3 separate regions of the Sus scrofa genome follow, and regions 2 and 3 are each linked to region 1. The links are chromatin contacts, called in public Hi-C and HiChIP or PLAC-seq maps. All regions are on one chromosome and are shown on one strand. The core of a region is the stretch at or near the end of the contact, and the rest is flanking DNA. Distances in the headings are between cores, read along the strand shown.

What was found. A called contact is a pair of places that touch in the nucleus more often than the background predicts. HiChIP or PLAC-seq counts read pairs in DNA pulled down with a chosen protein or histone mark.
Region 2: a contact with region 1 is called in an H3K27ac HiChIP or PLAC-seq map of alveolar macrophages, with 3 times the contacts expected there. The contact joins the promoter of E2F1 here to the promoter of SNTA1 in region 1. A contact is called at or near these places in 1 of 5 promoter capture datasets (liver) and 1 of 2 datasets of contacts at active chromatin or transcription factors (alveolar macrophages).
Region 3: a Hi-C map of fetal skeletal muscle shows a contact between it and region 1, with 1.6 times the contacts expected there. The contact joins the promoter of ACTL10 here to the promoter of SNTA1 in region 1. A contact is called at or near these places in 1 of 5 promoter capture datasets (liver) and 15 of 47 Hi-C or Micro-C datasets (alveolar macrophages, brain, embryonic fibroblasts and 9 more).

What each region holds. Positions count from the first base shown.
Region 1 is chr17:36,944,778-36,947,873 of Sscrofa11.1, forward strand. It overlaps SNTA1 (alpha-1-syntrophin), which reads right to left and starts at 1,455. Exons shown (of 8, transcript XM_003359945.5): 1 at 1,016-1,455. The coding sequence starts at 1,325.
Region 2 is chr17:37,188,694-37,191,789 of Sscrofa11.1, forward strand. It overlaps E2F1 (transcription factor E2F1), which reads right to left and starts at 1,425. Exons shown (of 9, transcript XM_021077692.1): 1 at 1,421-1,425; 2 at 1,254-1,365; 3 at 737-1,129. The coding sequence starts at 1,425.
Region 3 is chr17:37,165,319-37,168,414 of Sscrofa11.1, forward strand. It overlaps ACTL10 (actin-like protein 10), which reads left to right and starts at 1,677. Exons shown (of 1, transcript XM_021077362.1): 1 at 1,677-3,096. The region is part of intron 5 of NECAB3 (N-terminal EF-hand calcium-binding protein 3); the gene reads right to left.

The DNA.
Region 1 (3,096 bases), core at 205-2,704:
GCCAATATCAGGGTAAGAGAAATGTGCACACCCAGGGCTAACTCTTTCCCAAGGCTAACACCCTTTCCCAAGTCAGATAACACTGCTTTGGCTGGGAGCTAGGAGCCTTAGAAGTAAGTGGTTTGGAATGGTGAACCCAGCAGCTGGAGTGTGCAGGGTTTTTTAGCACTATGGTTAGTTACTTGGGATGTCTTTCCTGGCCTCCATTTTTCCTCTCATCTAACAGCAATAATTAACCAGGCACCTACTATGTGTTGGCAGGGTGGGTACTTTGGACTCTTTTTTTTTTCTTTTTAGGGCCACACCTGAGGCATATGTAAGTTCCCAGGCTAGGCTAGGGATCCAATCCCAGCTGCAGCTGCAGTACTAGGGGCTGAGAGCCAGTCTCAATCATGTGCAAGGTGCAAATGGTCAGATCAGGAAACTCAAACCCAGCTTTTAGGACTCTTCACCTAGGTACACAGCCTCAGGTTTCTAGGTCCTTTTTTTCTCTCTATCTGGGAGCTCAGTCCAGCTGGTGCCTCCATGTAGTTTGCAATCCTCCTCACCGGCCATGCTTCCTACTCCAGGCCTTACTAGCCCTCCCTCCCACTTTGGTTGTATCTTGAAGACTCCCCCATCCATGGCCTAGCAGCCCCCCAGGCCTCAAACCCCTTTCTCCATCCTTTGCTCTCCTGGGGCTCCTCTTATCCCTGATGGCCGTGCAACCCCTGAGAGGCAACCAGTCTTAGATCTCTTCGCCTCCGCACGGAACTCCCCACCCACGTGTCCTCGGTGGGCCCCTCAACGCCCTCCACATATCTGCCTTCTAACTAAGACTTCCGATTCTCAAAACCCTCTCCGACCTTGATGCTCCTTGTTTCCTGGGTTCCCTCTGTCCTCTCGGACGCCCTTACCCCCAAGACCGAAGTCCTCCAACTCCACGTCCTCGGTACGCCGCCAGCCCCTGCGACCCCGGCGCCCTCATCTGTCCCACAGACACCACAACCAGCGCCCTCGGTGCCCCGGCGCCCACCTTTGATGCTGATACCCAGCCCGCCGGCATCGGCCTTGTGCACCGTCACGAAGCGCGTCTGGGGCAGTTGCGCCTCAGGCAGCTGCGGGGACGCGGCGCCTGGTTCGGTGGCACCGTTGAGCTGCGCGGGCACCGGCTCCCGCTGGGCGACGGGTTCCGGGCCGGGTTCGCCGTCGGCGGGGCTCACGGTCAGCGTGTCCTCAGCTAGACTGAGCAGCACCCGCTGCCACCGCTCTCCGCCGGCCCCCGAGCCCGCTCCGGCGCGCAGTTCCAGCAGCCCTGTGCGCGGGGCGCGCCTGCCTGACGCCATCTTCGCCTCCGAGCCCCCAGGCCGCCGCGTTCGCCCTGTCCCGCAGTGCCCGGCAGGCTCTGACCCAGCGCCCAGGGCAGAGGGCAGCGGGGGCCCCACTGGGCCTGCCGCCACCCTCCACCTGGGGGTGGAGCCTAGGGGCGGGGCTATGTGTGGGTGTGGCTAACGGCGGGGGCGTGGCCACAGACAAGCTTCAGGAGAGACAGGGAGGGCGGGGTCCAGGAGCCGAAGGATGTAGTGTGGGACTTCATGGGGGTGGGGTCATAAGGGCGTCTGGGCGGGACCACGAGTTACAGCGAGAAGCTTCTGAAACGGGGGCGGTGGGGCAATTAGGGGCGTGGCTTCATCCTGTGGAAGAGACTTCGCTGGGCGTGGCAGTCCGGGGCCAGGACCGTCGCTCACCTACGTGACAGCACAGGAAAAAGAACCATGGACACTGCTGCGAGACTTTGGTTGTTGAGGTGGGACTGCATATGGCGGAGAGCCGGACTCCAGAGACAGGGCTTGAGTTTAAGTAGTAGACACCAAGCCGCGAGGGACTTCGCAGGCTGGCAGCTAAAGAAGGTTTGAGGGAGCCTGTTTCCCAGGGTGGGGCCAGAGCTAATATCTGTGGGCGTGGCTTAGTGTGGGGCGTGGTGACTAACGCTAACAGGCCCCTCCCACTGGGATGAGCACGTTGCAGGCTGTTTAGGGTTTGGGGAAAGAGTGGGTACTGCCCTCACTTGGAAATTGGAAAGGTGTTTGAGATTAAGCCCTTGTTCTTGGAGTTCACGTCGTGGCTCAGTGGTTTCCGAATCCGACTAGGAACCATGAGGTTGTGGGTTCCATCCCTGGCCTCGCTCAGTGGGTGAGCTGTGGTGTAGGTCGCAGACATGGCTTGGATCTGGCGTTGCTGTGGCTGCGGTGTAGGCCGGCAGCTACAGCTCCGATTTGACCCCTAGCCTGGGAACCTCCATATGCCGCGGGTGCGGCCCTAAAAAGACCAAAAAAAAAAAAAAAAAAAAGACAAAATAAAACTAAAGATTAAGCCGTTGTTCTGTTCACAGTCAAATACGGAGAAGCCTTAAGTCCCACACTGAGAGACCTGGAGGGAGAAGAACCCCTGTGAGGAAAGAGGGCTGGAAGGTGGGGCTCTCTGGGTCTGGGTCTCTGGAGACCTGGCTTACAATACTGCTCAGACACTGTGTTAGCCCCATATCGACCCTGGTCCAGGTACTTTCAGTTCTCTAGGCCTCAATTTCCTCATCTGTGAGATGGGGGTCATAATAACCCCTGCCTCACAGGGGACTGTGTCAGGATTAAATCAATGGGGAAAAGTAAACTGTGAATCTTATGCAATCAATATAATCACCTTTATTTATTGAATGCCTACATTGAATGCTTACTATTGGCCAGGCCCAGATCTAAGCATCTGCATGTATCTTCTTGACTTTACAGTAACCTCATGGAGTAGCTACAGTTGAGAACACTCTCATTAAACAGAAGTGAAAACTTAGATTTAGAAAGTTTAATTGGCTCAGGTCACACATTTGTGAGTAGCGCAGGGCTGGAATTCAAATCTAGGACTGTTTGACATGTGTGTCTGGGCACTGATCCACTATGCTAGGCAGTTGCCAAACACACAAGTGAGGTGTGATGGTTACCAGAAAAAACCCACGACATTGCACTCCTCAACCAGCCCTCATATCTGCCCCTTTTCTCCATCTTCCAACGTGTTGGGCAATAAATAGTTAGGGCCACATTGTATGTAGATTCCCTGCACCTTCAGGTA
Region 2 (3,096 bases), core at 175-2,674, 240 kb after region 1:
ACCAGAGTCTGGGAGGGTGGAGGGTGGCAGATGGAAGGACAGGCAGAGGGAGGGGAATCAGCAGCTGGCCCAGCCACCCCGCCCCTGCAGAGAAGGCCTCCCAGCCAGGCGGCCTGTCCCCAGAGGCCCGGAGGGCTAGGCCTGCACCTGGCAGTCCAGCATCCAGGCAGGAAGGAGGGTCTCCTCAATGGCCCTTCAACTTTCTGGTCCCAGAACTTTCCCCTGACTTCCCCAAGCAGCCGTGCCCACCATCCAGCCACAAGTTCTGGTCTGAAGCCAGCAGGCCTCAGTTCAAATCCCACTTGCAGCCTTGTGACCAGGGGGCAAGCCACTTCCCCTCTCTGGGCACAGTTCAGATGGGCACAGTGACAACACAGAGCTAGCTCACAGCATGGATGTGAGTTTTAGCTGCCTTGAAGTCTGCCAGAGGCCTGGCAGGCAGTCAGCAACAGCTGAATACACGTGGGCCATTATTATCATTGAGTCTGACCCTAGACAGGCTCCAGCGAAGAAGCTGAGGCCCAGAGCACAGAGGAGCAAACAAGGACTGGCCCGAGGTCACCCTGCACCCCGGGGCGGAGCCCGAAGGCCCAACCCAAGCTCGGCACCGCCCAGCCTGGGCGCCTCAACCCACCCTCCCCCGCCCTCGCCGCCTCCAGGCCAAACATAGCGCCCCGCCCGGGTCTACGCCGGGGTCCAGGCAGCGCACTTGGCCCAGTGTCCCTGGTGTCCGTACCGGCGGGCGGCCGAGCGCGGGGCGCGGCGCGCTGGGGGTGGGCCGGGGCGCCTGCGGCGTGGCGAAGAGCAGCAGGTCGGGGTCGCGGGGGCCGGTGGCGGGCGCGGCGGGGCCGGCGGGGGCCGCTGGGGCGCTGGCGTCCTGCGCGGTGGAGATGATGACGATCTGCGAGGAGTCGAGCAGCCGCAGCGCGCCGGCCCCGAGCAGGGCCTCCAGCGCCGGCGCGCATGGGCCGCCCGCGGGGGCCACGGCCATGGCGCTCACGGCCCGCGCGGCCCGGGTGGCAGTCGGCGGCGGCGGCGCGGGCCCATGGCAGCAGGCCGAGGCGAGGGCTCGATCCCGCTCCGGATCCCGCTCCGCCCCCGGCCGCCGCTGCCTGCAAAGTCCCGGCCACTTTTACGCGCCAAATCCTTTTTGCCGCGAAAGAGCCACGAGCCGCCGAGCGCTGCGCCTATTGGCTGTCCTGGCTGTGACGGAGGCGACGGCGACGGCGCCCATTGGTTGCAGCGCGCCGGACCGGCGGCGGAGGGCGGGACGGGGCGGCGGCGCGAGGAAGCACCGCCAATCGCAGGATGGGGCGCGCGCAGGCTTTGTCGGGGCGGTGCCAGGCGCGTTCGCACTCCCCGCCCCTAGAGGGGACGGCCCTGTGTGGGGAGTGGTGGCCCCACCCCCTCTTCGACGCACCCCATCCTGTTGATACCCTTTAGTGGAGGCTTTTACAACAGAACGTGTGTTGTGCACAGATCGCTATCCACAGACCCCACGTGACCTCCCAGAACCCCCACCTGTGGGTGCTCCAACACCCTCAGGCCATAACTCTAGAAACTGCAAACGCAGTTTCTCTTTTCCAGGATCTCAAGCCCACCTACAAAACCCCAGCCACATCTTTCCTCAACTTGCCCCACCAATGCCATTTACTTTCAAATCCTGCGCCCACCTTATCCCTTCCACCCAGAGCACAAGCAGAAGGAGTTGCCAGAAAATGGAGAGGAATGTCTGACCCAGTACAGCTTGGGGCTTTTCTCCAAAGCCTCCTGTAGCTGGAATCGCTTCAACAACCAAAGCACAGCTTCTGCTTGAACTGATTCCTTCGTTCATTCAACAAACCTTTTTTTTTTTTTTTTTTTTTTTTTTTTGCTTTTTAGGGTACCCCCTGGAAGGTTCCCAGGCTGGGGGTCAAATCAGAGCTGTAGCTGCCAGCCAAGGCCACAGCCACAGCAACATCAGATCTGAGACCTGTCTGCCACCTACATCACTGCTCACCACAACGCTGGATCCTTAACCCACTGAGCAAGGCCAGGGATCGAACCCACAACCTCATGGTTCCTAGTCGGATTCATTTCCGCTGAGCCACTTTGGGAACCCCAACAAATGTTTTGAGAGTCTGCTCTGTGCCCCCTTCTTGACTCCTGGCCCTAAGGATCTAACAGTTTAGTGAAAGGGGCTGGAGGGAAACTGAGGTAACAAATGTTTACATATGACACAGATTTCAACTATTAAGGTAATTCCATGTTAGATTTTACAAAGGGAGGAGGTGAGTGTGCTGAGCAACCAGAGGCCACAGGACCTCCCCATCAGCCACTTCTCATTGCTCAGTTCAGCTGATTTGAGTTATATTGTCCTCTCCTCTGTGCCAGGCTTTGTGCCAGCGCTGAGGGCAGATATGTGAAAGGCTTGATAATTTCTATGAACTTGCCTGCCATCTGGTGGGGATGGGCCCATCAAAAAAAAAGTAGCTGGAGTTTCCTCTGTGGCACAATGGGATCGGTGTCATCTCTGTAGTGCCAGGATGTAGATTCTATTCCCAGCCTGGCACAGTGGATTAAAGGATCGGACTTACCACAGCTGTGGTGTAGGTTGCAACTGTGGCTCAGATCTGATTCCTGGCCTGGAACTCCATATGCCTCAGGGTGGCCAAAAGTGAAACAAACAATAAAAGGTAGCTAAGATGCAATCAAGAATGAGATCCCTTACGGATGTGATAAATTCATTGAGTAATAAAAAAATAAGATTTAGTACTAAAAATAATAATAATAATAATAAAGAATGAGATCCCTAGGCCACAGTATAAATATCACTTCTTCCAGGGAGCCCTCTGGTACTGGAGTTACTTCTTCCCTTGCCCAGCACTGACTGCACACTGGACTTCTCTATCTGCTTCCTCTTTCAACTGGGAGCTCCAGTAGGGCCTCTTCCCAACACTGGTCTGGTTCAGAGCAGGAACTGAGAGGGGTTATAAAAGAAACAGAGACTGATGCTGGAGGCCACAGAGAATGCAACGAGAAGGCCCTGGTTCCTCAAGAGTACTCCTTAAACCCCTGGTTTCAGAATCACCCGGGTACTTGCTATCTTTGGGCTCA
Region 3 (3,096 bases), core at 427-2,926, 220 kb after region 1:
GCAGAGCCAGAATCCAAACCAAGGTCACAGAAATTCTTCTTTACTCACCACTAAGCACCTGACAAGCACTTATTAACCCAGTTTTACAGCTGAGAAACCAAGACCAGAAGTCACAGAGTAAATGAAGCCAAGTTCACCTGTGGGTTCTGAGAGGAGGAGTTTGGAGCCTGCAGCTAGTGAGGTTGACCCATGAGGTCACAATGTGACCTTCCTGGGACAGAGCCTGGGCATGGGGCCCTTGGCCAGAGGGCAGAGCAGAGGCAGCATGGGCTGGTGACCAGCCCTGCCATAGGAAACAACAGTTCTCACCAGTGGACCAAAGTGCCCAAGCAGGCTTGCAAGGAGAGGCCACCCGATATGGACAAGGCCCAGCGACAACAGCAGTTCTTCAAACATTTCAAGTGAAAGAAGCCAAGCGTGAATGCCAGGGGGCAAGGGGCAGGTGGGGTTCGGGGGAACCTGAACAGGTGGGCAGGAGAGGGTGCTGGGAGTCTAGATCTTGTGGGCAGAAGTCCTTAGTGGCATGGAAGGGGTTAGAGAACCCCAGAGGTTAAAGGTCCAAGGAACCCATGTAGGTGTGGATGAGGTGCTAACAGCCCAGAGGTAAGGGCAGGTATTCCAGAAACCAGGAGGTGGATGAAACTTGGGAGCCCAGGAGGGGCTGCTCCCAACCCAGAACAGATGGGTGGAGGTCCTGGCATGGTGAATGAGCCCAAGCTAGTGACACCAGGGCTGTGGGCCCCCGGGGAGTTCCCTTATGCCTCCTTTCCATTTTCCAGCTTCAATACATGCTATTTTTCCCCTTCTTCAACTGGGTAGAGGCCCTGCGCCGGGGCCAGGGTGGGTGAGGGTTCCAGCATCAAGGCTGGGAGGGCAGGCAAGGAATCTCACAAACGTGACAGGAGTGAGGTCTCAGAAGGTCAGGGGTCCCAGGATGTGGGGCAGGGTGCCTGCCTCCCCCACCTCCCTCTGCCCGGCTAGGAGAATGGCAGGAGTCCCGGAAACGTTAGTAGGTGCGGCGTTCTGGTAGATAGAACCCGGGGTCGGGGGTCGGGTGGTGAGGGTCGCCGGGGGGAAGGCGAGGCGCAATCTTTCCCCTCACACCCCTGCCCCACCCCCAGACCAAGATCATGCTGCTTTTCTCCCTGGACAAGCGGCAGCAGCTAGCCCAGGCGAGAGCAGGCCCCGGCGAGCTGACTAGGCGGCTGGATGAGGACGCGGCGGCTGCCCAGGTGGGCGCCCCGAAGGCGCCGCCCACGCTGCGAGGAGCGGGCGACGGCGCGGAGCGGTGCGAGAGCGCGCGTGCGCGAGAGACGAAGCTCCTGGTCCTGCTGCTGCTGCTGCTGCTGCTGGACGCGCGGCTGCAGGAGGTGGGGCGCCGCGCGGCGGGCGGGGCCAGAGTGGGGGGCGGGGCCAAGGCCGCGCAGGGCTGGCCGCGGCTCTACGCGCGCTTGCTGACCGAGAACCCGGCGGACCGCGACGTTGACCTCGTTGAGGAGCAGCCCTGCAAGCGGCGCCGCTGCCCTCGCCCACGGCTCTGAGTGCCTGGTCCGGATCCCCGGACCCCCGGCCCAGCCCAATAAAGAGCGCATGACAACCGTGGCGCCTGCTAGACCTGTGTGAGGCATAGGGGCGTGGGAAACTGAGGCCAGAACAAGAATGGGAAGAACGGGCATATTTGAGGGACGGGCAGCAGCCACGGCCTGGAGCCAAGGTTGTTTTTGCCTTCTTTCTTGTGATGTAAGAGTCAGAACCGCTGTCCTGGGCTGGTGAGGGGGCACCCTGCCATGGTGGAGGGAGGCTGCTCCCCTCCCCATCAACTCCAGGCCCGGTCTGCAGGCCCAAGGGAAGTGAGTGTGGGTAAAGCCTGGGTTGGTCACGCTGGTAGGAGGCGTGAATCCAGGCAGAACCCAGGCAGCTCCAACAGTCTCCAGCACTGTACAAGTCCCTCTTAGGCTGAAGGAAGGTCCAGGCAAAAAGCTACCACCTTGGGAAAGAACTAGCAAGGACCCAGGGTTAGCATGGTTTCAGCCTTAGGCTCAGGTTGTCCCTGTGAGAGCACCCAGGAGGAGAGGCTGCGGTCCCTGGGTCCTCTGACACCTCACTCTTACCCCCACTCTGCTTGGTAACCCCCAAGGCACCTTAGTCACTTGTCTCCTCGCCTGCCCTGTCCCATCCTCTTCCCCACATTGCAAGCCAAAGGCTTCTTCCAAACCACTTATCTGTAGGGCAGTTCATTCTGCTCATAAACTCACACTGGTTTTTTATTGCTGGCAAGAAAACACCCAAACTTATTGCGATGGACAGGCCCTGCCTCAGTCTTCCCCCTCTAAGGCCTAGTAATGACTTCCACCCTCACCTCTGCTCTGGCCATACACCGCCTGTGCTCTTCAGTTCGAGTTCACTCCCTAAATTACCCACATGAGATCTGGCACACTCTGAGGGCAGGAGCCAGTTGCTTCTCCTCACCCTCCTGGGCCCCAAACCCAGCCCCAGGCCCTAGTTGTTCAGCCTATCTCCACTGGCAACGAACCTCGGAATGCCCTCTTTGGGAGAAGATGCAGTAGGAGTGAAGGTCCCAGGTCACTAAAACCACAGGCACAGCTTCTGCTACAGATACAGTTGTCAGGGTCAACATCACAGCGCCTGCACCAGGCTGGAGGTTGTACTACCCATACCATCTCCCTTACTGCTTGTGAGAACTGACCCTGTTCTACCATCCACATGGTCACAATCAGAGTAACCACAGTCCTCAATGTGGCCACACCTCCTGGCATAAGCGACTGCCCGAGCTGGCCCTTTAAGCCCCTTCCTTGGGCCTATAACTGAGGAGCTATAGGAGGCTATGTTTCATACACAGGCTGAAGCCAAACTTCAGAAGACTGTAAACACAATGCAGTGCACATCTTGAGTCCCTCACAGCACTGCAGTCAGGCCCTGCTTCCAGTCTGTTCCTAAAACCTTGGAATAATAAGACATGCAATAACCTTGTGATAAAACCCCTATTTTAGCTTAAGCTCACCTGAATGCATCTTCAACTCTGCAACCAAAATGGTCCTAAAGAAAAAAGACTGCAGAGACAAGAAGTAGCCTATT